Regions from separate parts of the Sus scrofa genome. Here region 2 is linked to region 1. A link is a contact called in public Hi-C data. All regions are on one chromosome and are shown on one strand. Each heading gives the region's core, a stretch centred on a gene start, on an enhancer-like site or on the middle of the called end of the contact. The rest is flanking DNA. Distances are from core to core; before and after follow the strand shown. Region 1 overlaps C6H1orf228. Region 2 holds the start of C6H1orf228.

Evidence for each region. A called contact is a pair of places that touch in the nucleus more often than the background predicts.
Region 2: a Hi-C map of liver shows a contact between it and region 1, with 5 times the contacts expected there. The contact joins the promoter of C6H1orf228 here to the enhancer-like site in region 1. A contact is called at or near these places in 1 of 5 promoter capture datasets (liver), 4 of 47 Hi-C or Micro-C datasets (adipocytes, embryonic fibroblasts and liver) and 1 of 2 datasets of contacts at active chromatin or transcription factors (skeletal muscle).

Annotation. Positions count from the first base shown.
Region 1 is chr6:166,606,451-166,612,413 of Sscrofa11.1, reverse strand. All of the region lies in intron 7 of C6H1orf228, which reads left to right. Among named protein-coding and RNA genes, the nearest start is that of KIF2C, 32 kb to the right of the region's middle. Within about 2 kb of position 1,448, at least 42 of the 83 cell types and tissues checked have an H3K27ac peak or open chromatin away from gene starts, as enhancers often do. A contact at or near this core is called in liver and skeletal muscle, where this site is marked.
Region 2 is chr6:166,640,585-166,646,560 of Sscrofa11.1, reverse strand. C6H1orf228 reads left to right here and starts at 1,560. Exons shown (of 18, transcript XM_021096783.1): 1 at 1,560-1,754; 2 at 2,426-2,518. It overlaps TMEM53 (transmembrane protein 53), which reads right to left and starts at 1,458. Exons shown (of 3, transcript XM_003482099.4): 1 at 1,179-1,458. The coding sequence starts at 1,239.

The sequences.
Region 1 (5,963 bases), core at 199-2,698:
GACTGATTGGCTTTTTTGCTGTTGGGCAAAGCCTATGCTTTTAATATACAGCACGTGGCAAGTGTTTCCAGAATATTTCCTTTGCTGCTCCTACTGTGGTTCCAAGAAGGGAGAGTCTGTTTTTCACAGGGGAGATCAAGGAGGGGTCACCAAGAAGGCATTGTTGGTGCTGAGCCTTGGAGAGGGGGATTAGAGAGGCAGAAACCGAAGAGGGCAGGAGTTCCCATCGTGGCTCAGTGGTTAGCAACTAGCATCCAAGAGGACGCGGGTTCGATTCCTGGCCTTGCTCAGTGGGTTAAGGATCTGGCGTTGCCCTGAGCTCTGGTGTAGATCACAGACTCTGCTCGGATCCCATTGTGGCTATGGCTGTGGTGGAGGCCGGCAGCTGGAGCTCTGATTAGACCCCTAGCCTGGGAACCTCCATATGCTGTGGGTGCAGCCCTAAAAAGACAAAAAAAAAAAAAAAAAAAAAAAAAAGACCAAACAACAACAACAAAAGAGAGCGGAAGAAGGCATTCTGGAAAGAGGATTGATCTAAACAGAGGCCCACGTTGCTGCAACATGGATGGACCTAGAGATTATCATACTAAGTGAAGTAAGTCAGACAAAGACAACTATCATGTAATATCACTTATATGTGGAATCGAATTTAAAAATGATACAAAAGAACTTATTTAGGGCGTTCCGTTGTGGCTCAGCAGTAATGAACCTGACTGGTATCCATGAGGATTCGGATTCGATCCCTGGCCTCGCTCAATGGGTTAAGGATCCTCCTGGGTGTGGAGAGTGAGAGGGCAGAGGGAAGGGGGAGGGGGCAGGGCCGAGGAGCCCAAGGCAGGGAGGCCCAGCAGACGAGCAGGGTCTGGCGGCCTTGCCTGTGGGGACTCCTGTGTCCAGGATGAGAGGTTGAGCCCCAGCTCCAGGGAGCCTGGAGCAGCTGAAGGTGGCGGCAGGTAGGGGGTTAAGGCGGGATGCAGGTGAGATCCTGGGGAAGGCCTGGACGCCCACTCCCAGTCTAGACTGGTTTTCAGAGGCGGCGATGAAATTGAACCTTGTCTTTCCTTCATCAGCCCCGTCAACTTTGTGTTGTTGGATCCCCGCAGGGAGTATGTGGACCCCAATGTTGAAAAGTCACGCTGTCTTGGAATCTAAGCTGCCATCTGTTACCACCTGGAGCAGAGTCTCCTAGCTGGGGAGGGGTGGCCAGTGATGGGGTGGGGTGGTGAAAGTCAAGATCGGGGCCAGCAGCAGAGAGGTGTCGCTGGCCTTGGAGCAGGGGGGTGAGCTGGCCCTGGGATCGTGTCCGGAGGCTGAATCACACAACCCCCAGGTGGCGCTGTGACCCTCCCTCCCCTCACCCCACCTGCAGGTGGCAGAGTGGCCCTCCTACTCATCTGTCACTTCGCAGCTTACGCAGTTCTTTGCCAAGGGCTTCCGTGACCTGCCTTCACCCCGCCCCAGTGGCAGCCTCCTTCCTTTGTTCCACCTCCCGCCCCCTCCCCTCCAGCCCCTCCCTGGGACCAGTTATCTCCGGAACGGTCTCTGCCCTGGTCATAATAGCCTGTGCATAGTTTCCGGCAGCTCTGGCAGTTATCGTCCTTATGTCCCAGCACAGCCCCCAGCTTGGTCCTTGGTGTGTGTTTGCTGAGGGAGGGAGGGAGTCCTGCACACACACACTGTGCCAGTGACTGCTCGCCCGCCTGCCTTGCCCTCTGAGCAGCCTCAGGGCAGGGACTAGGTCTGATTCGTCTCTTTTTCCCGCTCAGGGTCTGGCAGATAAAGAGTGGTGCTCAGTAGAAGTTGGTTGATTAAACTTATGGGGGGGGACTATGGCTTAGTTTCAGTTTTGCTGTTGAACCCCGCCAGAGTGAACTGGCCCAGCTTCTTCCCATATCAAGCCCCATCTAAAGCCCCCCTGCATTTGTTACATAACAAACCACTCTGGCAGAGGCAGCCTGAGCATGAAGCTTTGTCATGTCTTTTTGGTTGGATGTCTGCAGGTGCAATAACAGTGAGACTGTGCACCCCAAAATAACTTCCCATATGCCAGACTCATAACCAGTGTTCAGGAAATGTGCGTTAAATGAAAGAATTATTCTTTTTTACCAGGCACTTGCAAATAGTCTTCGTGGAGTTCCCTTTGTGGCTCAGCGGGTTAAGACCCCAACACAGTGTCCATGAGGATGTGGGTTCAATCCCTGGCCTCACTCAGGGGATTAAGGATCTGTTGTTGCCACAAGCTGCATCATAGGTCTCAGATGTGCCGCGGATTCCGTGTTGCCGTGGCTGTGCCGTAGGCCAGCAGCTTCAGCTCAGATTCAACCTCTAGCCCTGGCCTGAGAACATCCCTACCGCGGCAAAAAGGAAAGAAAAAAAAAAAAGTCTTGGGAATATAGCGCATGCATATGCAGGGATAGTCCACTAGGGGGAACTATTTCACACTATTTCACCACCGTTTGGGCGGCAACAGTCAAGGAAGGCAGGTGATATGGCTGAAGGGACTAACCTTAATAAGGGCAGGATTGATTTGGCTTTTTAAAAAAAAAAAAGCAGGAGTTCCCATCCTGGCTCAGTGGTCAACGAATCCACGGTTGTGGGTTCACTCCCTGGCCTCGCTCAGTGGGTTAGGGATCTGGCGTTGCTGTGGCTGTGGTGTAGGCCAGCAGCTGTAGCTCCAATTCGACCCCTAGCCTGGGAACCTCCATATGCCCTAAAAAGACCAAAAAAAAAAAGTCCCTGGCCCCTCTCAGCGGGTTAAGGATCCGGCGATGCTGTGAGCTGCGGTGTATTTGTAGACCCTGCTCAGATCTGGCATTGCTGTGGCAGCTCCCAGTAGAGCCCTAGCCTGGGAACTATCATATGCTGTGAGTGCGGCCCTAAAAAGACACAAAAATAAGTAGATAAATAAAAGAAAAAGAACAAAGAAAAAAATCAGATATTGGAGTTCCCATTGTGGCTCCACCAGTTAAGGACTCAGTATTGGCTCTGTGAGGATACAGGTTTGATTCCTTGCCTCACTCAGTGGGTGAAAGAGTCAGCGTTGCTGCAAGCTGTGGCACAGGTCGCAGATGTGGCTCCAGCTTGACCCCTGGCTCAGGAACTTCCATATGCCACAGATGGGGCCATAAAAAGAAAAGAAAATTAGATAGACAGAAAGACAGACAGACAGAACATCTGTGGGGTGCCAGGTACCATACCAAGTACTGGGTGTGTGTGTGTGTGTTTGAGGAGGAAAAGGACTGGTTTGGAAGGACGAAGGTAAGGGGGCTGTGCTCTCCACCCCAAGTGCTGGTGGGGTGGGGTTGACAGCCTTCTGCTGAGAAGGCTCCAGGGAAAGTGGATTTTCAGGGAGAGCCCCTGAAAACAGGCCGTGGAGGGGCTCGTGGGGCCTGGCGACTCTTTCCCTTGCAGTGGGTGCCGTGGTGCAGGAGCCAGGAGACCTCACCGCCTTTTCCGTGGCCGGCTCCACCTTCTCCACATCTCCCGACCTGCCTGACGGGTCACCCACCTTCTCTGCTCTCTTTCCCGTTACAGTGAAGTGTCCCTGCTCCCGTCACAGGCCATCTGTCTTTTAAATTAAATGAGATTTAAAAGACATGTGTCCCTACCCCCACCCCCACCCCACCCCCCAAAAAAAGGTTTAGGGATGCGCACCCCTCCTTGCCCCAGGCTCCCTCCAGCTCCTCATTTTTTCATTGTCCTCCTCTCTCAGATGCGTTCGGCCCCAGATGCCAGATCCTTTAACCCACTGCAGCCCACTGGGGATCGAACCTGCACCTTCACAGCGTCCCCAGCCCCAGAAGTCAGCCCCTTAACCCACTTCACCACAACAGGAACTCCTATGGTACTGCTTCTAGTTTTCCTCCTGCCATCTGGTCTTGCCAGGTCTCCTTTGCTAATGGCTCCTGGTTCTCTACCAGGCTGCGGGGTCAGGCTCCTGGCCATCTCTTTAGCAGCGCCTTCTCCCTGTGTGGTTTGTCGAGTTCCCTGGCTTTCCATCACCATGTGTACGTTACATATATTCACCTACCAGGTCTGCATCTCTGGCCCCGATCTCTACCTTGAAATCTCCGTCAATGTCTGCTAGACATCTGAAATTTACAGACAAGGAGTTCCTGTTGTGTTTCAGTGGGTTAAGAACCCAACTAGTATCCATGAGGGTGAGGGTTCGATCCCTGGCCTCGCTCAGGGGGTTAAGGATCCAGTGTTGCCGCAAGCTGCGGTGTAGGTCACAGATGCAGCTCAGGTCGAGCATTGCTGTGGCTGTGGTGTAGACAGCAGCTACACCACAGCCACAGCTCTGATTCAACCCCTGCTCCAGGAATTTCCATATGCCCCAGGTTTGGCCATAAAAAGAAAAACAATGAAATTTATAGCCAAATAAGGACTCTTTATTTTCTCCCCCAAACTTGTTCTTTCTCCTATTTTTCATAAAATGTACCACCACCAGCTGAACTGTTCAAGTAAAAAGTGTCAGGCTGGAGTTCCCTTTGTGGCTCAGTGGGTTAAGAATCCAACTGGTATCCATGAGGATGTGTGTTCGATCCCCGGCCTCGCTCAGTGGGTTAAGGATCTGGCGTTGCTGTGGCTGTGGTGGAGGCCAGCAGCTGCAGCTCCAGTTCAGCCCCTAGCCTGGAAACTTCCATATGCCACGGGTGCAGCCCTAAAAAACAAACCAAAAAAAAAAAAAATTAAAATTTTAGAATTCCTTTTAATGATGATCCCATTCAAACTAAAATGGTCAAAATTAAAAATTAAGGGAGGCCTTCCCCAAAGTGGTCCTGCCTGGAATTTATCCCCATGTATAATGGCCGTGAAGTGAAAAATGGCCGTTTCCTCCCGGGGGCATGACTGTTCCAGGAATTAGTGGCAGACGGGGACTTCATCACGGCAGGCAGGCTGCAGCCACAGAGGTACTCCCTCCCTGGGCTTCCTCCCTGGAGAAGAGAAGTGCTAAAGTCACAAAGTTTTTTGGAAAGAGAAATTAACTCGGGGATTTGAAATATATATGTGTGTGTGTGTGTGTGTGTAAATATATTAGCGTCTGTGACAAATACATTATCGTCTTAGGAGCATAAAAATGTCTATGGATGTCTTAATTAGAAACAGAGCAGTTGTTGTAAATGAATCTGCCAAATGCATGCTTTACCAAAAATCAATGGGCCAAATGACCAGTTTACTGAGTGCCCAGTTCACCAATTGACTGGAAATGCGTTTCCTTTAAATATCTGTAAAGTGTAAGGCATTTCCTCTTGGGCGTACAGGTAGGGCCTGAGAAAGCGCCCCCAGCCCCCACTTTCTGCCCTTCATTGGCCCCCTTCTCTGGCCCTGGCGCTCGCTCTCTCTGCCTCACCCTCTCCCCGTCCCCTCAAGGACAGGCAGCCTGATAACACCCAGCAAGTTCCCTCACCAGGTCCCCCCTCTCTGCCACTAGTCCCCGCCACTGCTGCTGCAGAGAGCTTGGACAGAGACAGGTGAAGGTCCCTTAAAATGCTGCTCTGGGGGTTCCCGTTGTGGCTCAGTGGTTAGCAAATCCCACCAAGAACCATGAGGTTGCGTGTTTGATCCCTGGCCTCACTCGGTGGGTTAAGGATCCAGCATTGCCGTAAGCTATGGTGTAGGTCACAGACGCAGTTTGGATCCTGTGTTGCTGTGGCTCTGGCGTAGGCCGGGGACTACAGCTCCAATTAGACCCCTAGCCTGGGAACCTCCATATGCCGTGGGTGCGGCCCTAGAAAAAGACAAAAAAAAAGACCAAAAAAAAAAAAAAAATGCTGCTCTGAAGACAAAATGAAAGCCATTGTGTTCAAACTTTGGAGAAATCCACCAAAGCTGTTAGGCCAGCCCTTCTCTGTCCATTACCTATTGTTACATAACAAATTACCCTAGAACCTAGTGCTGAAAAAAATAAATATTTATCATCTCCCCCACTTTTTTTTTTTTTTGCCATACCCATGGCATGC
Region 2 (5,976 bases), core at 311-2,810, 34 kb before region 1:
ACTCACAAGCAGCTTGGGGCCGCCAGAACATAAAACTTAAATTGAACAGTGGAAGGACATAGGGATGAAAGCGAGAAGCAGGGACGCCGCTAAATTATAAAGGACTCTGAATGCGGGCTAAAGAATCTGGACCTGATTTATCCTGCGGGCAAGAAGGAGCCACTGAAGGGTTTTACACAGAACAGTGAGAAAATCAAACCTGGGCATTAGGAAGAATGCCATGGTGGCAGCGGAAAAGGCTGAGCTGCTGCTGGCTGTGCTAAGGGAGGTGTGAAGGCGTGTGGAGGAATGCACGTGTAGTTCAGGCTGGCGTGTGCTTCAAGGCTCCTCTACCGTAATTCCCCACCTGGGCTAAACTTTCCATGCCCTGGGCCCCTGATCCTACTCACACTGCCAGTGATCCAGACCTGCTCTATAGGCTACTGGTTTGGTGGTGCCTCCCCCACACCTTTCTGATAGGAAGGAAAAGGTTAATCACTAAACACACTCCGTGCCAGGCCCTCTGCTGGGTCCTTTACACAAATAATCTCACTTGCGCAACCAACAACCCTACGAGGGAGGTGACTATTGGTGCCTCGGTTTTGCAGATGAGGAAATCCAGGCAAAGAGCCGGAGGAAGACTGCCAGAGGTCACCCAGCTACTAAAGAGAGGAGTCAGGTGTGAACCACCTTCTACCTCCTGGCAGACACGGCGGTTAACCACTTCCAGGAGGAGTGGAGAGGGAGGGATGAAGGTGGGCTTCTGCAAAGACCTCGGGGAAAATGGTGGGACTAAAAAGGCCGGACCCCTAACAACAACAGCAGTGGGAATCCCGCCCCCCAAAAGTGGAATCAGGGGGGCCCCCGCCCTCGGCAGCCTTCAGCTACCAGGAGAGAAACCCGGGCAGGGACCGGAAAACTCCCACTAAACAGACGGTGAAAAGACCTCCAAGCTGGGTTGGGGGAGGTGGGCGGAGACGCAGTGAAGGGGCGGGGCTTGGACGCGGCGAACATTCTGGGGCGGGGCTGACTAGGGGGCGGGGCTCTCTGGCCGGACCAAGTCCAGGACCTGCGGGACCCCAGGAGCGGGTGGGCCGCGAGGGGGCGGGGCTGCAAGAGGGGCGGGGCCACAGCTGCGCTTGCTGCCCACGACTCGCTCCGTCACCTCCCCACGATCGGACCCAACCCCCGCTCCATACCCTGGCTCCGGCAGGACTGATCCGGGATCTCGATGGTGTAGTCCAGCTGGGCCGAGGCCATCGTGAAGCCGCGGGCCCTCAGCTCGGGCCTCTCGCCGGAACTCACGCTCGCAAGTCCGCGCCTCACCAGGGCGCCTCCTGGGCGCCGCCCAATCACCACCCACCTCCCTCGACGCTGCCCAATCCCTGAGCTGCGCTCTGTGACCTCCCGCCCTAGCAACCACCGAGTCTCTTTCAGAGCCTCTCGCTGCAACCGGCTAGCTCGGCCATAGCAACAGCGCCCCGCCCCACTCTATCCCTGGCCCACCGCCATTGGCTGACTCTCTTGATCTCGGTCAAGTATTGGCCAGCCAAGACGCCGGTCAGGAAGAGTCGCTACCGTCCTGCGTCGGTAAGAGTCTGCGGGAGAGCTGCTATGTTCTGGGGATGGGAAAGGTTTCCCGTCCCAACCGCGTGTTATCCTACGAAGGGGACAGCAGTGTCCTTTGAGTTACATTAGCTAGCTGCCTCTACTGTCTTCCACCAGCCGCAACTCCGAGGGCTGGAGGTAGAAAACCGTACAAAACGGCCAAAGGGGTGCGTGCTAGCCCATCCGCCCCCCCGGTGGATGGAGGCATATTTTGGCTGCTGGGTGGGTGGGATGCAGAGGAGGTGGTATCTCCTGGGAAGACTTTAGAGAATGTCCTGTTCGTGCGGGACAAAAGGGGTTAAGCAGTACAGTTTTCTTACATTTATTCCCGCACTTAAAAAATGTTTCCTGGAGTTCCCGTCATGGCGCAGTGGTTAACGAATCCGACTAGGAACCATGAGGTTGTGGGTTCCATCCCTGGCCTTGCTCAGTGGGTTAAGGATCCGTAGTTGCCGTGAGCTGTGGTGTGGGTTGCAGACGCGGCTCGGATCCCGAGTTGCTGTGGCTCTGGTGTAGGCGGGTGGCTAGAGCTCCGATTAGACCCCTAGCCTGGGAACCTCCCTATGCCGCGGGAGCGGCCCTAGAAAAGGCAAAAAGACAAAAAAAAATCCTGAGCACCTGTTTTGTAGGTGGACTCTAGTGAGGATTACATTTCTTGGCCTTGACTTCCATAAGTCTTGAGCAGGAGTCAACTGTAATTCTGTGCAAGGGATAAAATACTACATAAGAGTAGGCCCTAAGGATTTTAGCAGCTCAGGATAAAAAGGGGCATTTATGGCAGTGTGGATGCCTCTTAAGCTGGGCTTTGAAAGATGCTGGGAGATACGAATCCTTGCAGGACTCAGAGAGAGGAAAGTGAGAAGCTATACCAGGAATTATGAGCATCTCTGGACAGAAGAGAGACAATGGGAGAGCAACCTTGGAAGAACAGGTAGGCCCAGATCCTGGAAGGTCTTTGATGTCAAGCTCAGCTCTGAGCTTATGGGTAAATCTTACTGATGGAAAAATTTTCCAGTGCATTTACACCGATGAGCACAAGAGCTTAGACTTTATTCTGAGGACAATGGGGAGTCTGCAGGGCTTTAAGCAAAATAGTAACAATCAGATTTGTGTCTTTGTTTTTCTTGGCTATGCCTGTGGCATGTGAAAATTACCGGGGCTGGAATTGAACCTGCGCCACAGCAGTGACTCTATGGTGACAACACCGTATCCTTAACCTGCTGTGGCCACAAGAGAACTCCAGATTTGTTTTAGAAAGATCAATGACAAGAATGGATTGGGGGTTGGGAGGAGGGAGACCAATGAGGAAGTTGTTTCAGTAATTGTTTCAGTAAGGATTGTGGTAGCCAGAAGCTTGGAGAACTAACAGGAATGAAGAGGAAGGGATGGATTCCTTAGTCACTTATGAGTTTAAAGAACTGAACTTGGCGACTGGTTGGATGTGGGGTAAGTGGGAAGAATGGAGAATGACGTCTAAATTCCTGGCTTGGGCAAACAGCGTTTTTAAGAGAGGGTCAGCTCTGGGCATGGTGAGTTTGCGGCGCCAGTGGGTCATCCAGGTGGAAGTGTCCAGGAGTCCTGGACTGGAATTTGCAAGATAAGTCTAAACTGGAAATAAAAATGGGTAGTCTGTGGTGCCTTATAGATGGCAGTCACACCAGTGGATGGATTCGGGGCTTGCCCAGAGGGTATATATAAAATAAGAAGAGAAGCGGGCCTCGAACAAAGCCCTAAGAAGCACCCATATTTGAGGTTCTGGCAAAGACGGTTGAATCTGCAAAGGTAATTGAGATGAAGTGTCTAGAGCAGTTAAATAATCAGTAGTAGAAGAACGTGGTTTTCCAGAAACCAAGGGAGGAAAGTGCTGGAGGCTGATGACTAATCAAGTGAAATAAGGCCTGAAAAAAATCCACTGGTTTTAGAAACAAGGAAGTGGTAGTTAACCTTTGTAAAAGCAGATTCAGTGGAGTGCTGGGAGCAGAGGTTGCATTACAGTGAGTTGAGAAGGGCGTGGGAAGGTGAAGAAGTGAAGGCTGCGCTTTCAAGAAGTTTGACTCTTTGGGAGAAAAGAGAGAAAGCAGTAGCTGGAAGGAGAAACAAGTTTTTATTCAAATGGGAGAGATGCCGTTGGCATGGATCCAGCAAAGAGGAAAAAGATAATATTATAGGGGAGAGGAGATAACTGACAGAATGGCACCCCCAGAAAAAGAATAAGGTAGGGAATCCAAAGCACTGATGGAGAAGTTTGTTTAAAGGGATATTTGTGGAGTTCCCATCGTGGCTCAGTGGTTAATGAATCTGACCAGCATCCGTGAGGACGCAGGGTCGATCCCTGGCCTTGCTCAGTGGGTTAAGGATCCAGCCTTGCCGTGAGCTGTGGTGTAGGTCGCAGGCGTGGCTTGGATCCCGCGTTGCTGTGGCTGTGGTGTCGACGGGCAGCTGCAGCTCTGATTTGACTCCTAGCCTGGGAACCTCCATGTGCCGCAGGTGTGGCCCAAAAAAGCAAAAAATAAAGTAATAAAATAAAGGGATATTTGCATTGTGACAGAAGGGAAGCATGTGAAATTAGTACGTTAGTAGATGTGGTGGCAGGACGTTGAGAGAATTCTGGTTTGGTGCTTTCCGTTTTTTTCTGCCAAGTAGGCACATGATGTAGCCCCGTAGAGAGGGACTGGAGATGGTGTACGAGGTTGAGGGGACAGAGAAGGACTGAAGTAGCTCTAATGGCCAGTGGGAGCAAGATGACAGGTAGCATACAGATTTCTGGGCAGTTACGAGCCCTATCGAGCTTGGTGACCATTAATTTGTAGCAGCAGCAGTCTCCATGGTTGTGTGCTCTAAATTTTTCCCCCAAGAGTATTCAGCCACCTACTGGTAAGTACAGAGGTGAACTGAATTGGTCCAGGTGTGAATTTCATCCAGGGAATGAAATGGAAGAACAAAGTCAAGGAATTGAGAATCCTGGCAAAAGGGTGATTGGGATGGAGGACCCTAGACCCTGAACTGCCTGGGGGGGTATAAAAACGTTGTGCGCTAGGGGTTCCAAGGAAGTCAGAGAACCCATATCTTGAAGGAGAGAGTTATGGTTCACAAATGGAGTAATGAGGAATTCCGCTTGTGGCTCAGTGAGTTGAGAACCCGACTAGTGTCCATGAGAATGCAGGTTAGGTCCCTGGCCTCGCTCAGTGGGTTAAGGATCCGGCCATGGTGTAAGCCGGCAGCAGCAGTTCCCTAGCCTGGAAACTTCCATATGCCTCAGGTGTGGCCATAAAGAGAAAAAAAAAAAAAGTGGAGAGTAATGAAATTTGAGTAGTTTCAGGTGGTGACGAGGTCCAGGGTTTGGCCATGGTGGCAGGTGGCCAGAGGGGAGTTAAGAAGATAATCAAGGAGTTCCTGTTGTGGTGCAGCAGAAACGAATCCGACGAGGAACCATGAGGTTGCAGGTTCGATCCCTGGCCTCTCGCAGTGGGTTAAGGATCTGGCGTTGCCATGAGCTGTGGTGTAGGTCGCAGATGCGGCTTGGATCTGGCGTTGCTGTGGCTCTGGCGTAGGCCAGCAGCTATAGCTCCGATTGGACCCCTAGCCTGGGAACCTCCATATGCCTAACCCTAACCCTAAAAGACAAAAAAAAAAAAAAAAAAAAAAGATAATGAAGATGTGGCATGGCCATTGAAATCCTCCCAGACGATGGCAGGATTTGAGGAGGGAAAAGGGAAGAGGATGCTTGTGAGTTGAGAACCAAGGTCCTTGACGAATAAAGCAGGTGGTTCTGGAACCTGTGGAGGACGGCGAGAGGAGAGGCAGCGGTCCATACAGCTGCATGGCATGACCCTAACGTAGCAAAGGGTTTTTACAAGGAGAGGGTGGACTAAGGAGCTGGGCTGGGCTTTGGTGAGGAGGCACTAGCCGCTCTCTTGGAGATCCCTGAGGTGTGAGCGTGTGAGCAGCCTCCAGCCGAGTCGGCGCTGCAGAGTGGCGCCCGGAGGCAGAGCTGGCTTTCAGGGCAGGCTGAAGGTGGGCAGAGCGCGGGTGGGGCAGTTCAGGGTGGGGAGGCTCTGCGGATCTGGAGGAGAGGTTTTGGAGGGCAGAGTGAGAAGGTGGGCAAAGGAGGGAAGGGCAGGCAATCAGGGTGAGGAAGAAACAGCAGTGGAGGGTGAGGGGATCGTGGGCAGAGACCGCGGTGGACCCAGAGGACCTGGGGAGTCGCGCTTCGTGGGGAGAGCGGGCGGGCCGGCCGGGGAGCTGGGTGCAGAAGCGAGTCCGGGAAGAGGCAGAGGGTGGTGGTGGATAGAGATTTAAGGTAGGTCTGGGGAGATGGTGCCCACAGTGGGTTTACGGGCAGGAGACGGGACGATGGTCCCGGAGAGAGGATGGAGGGAACGGTGCTGG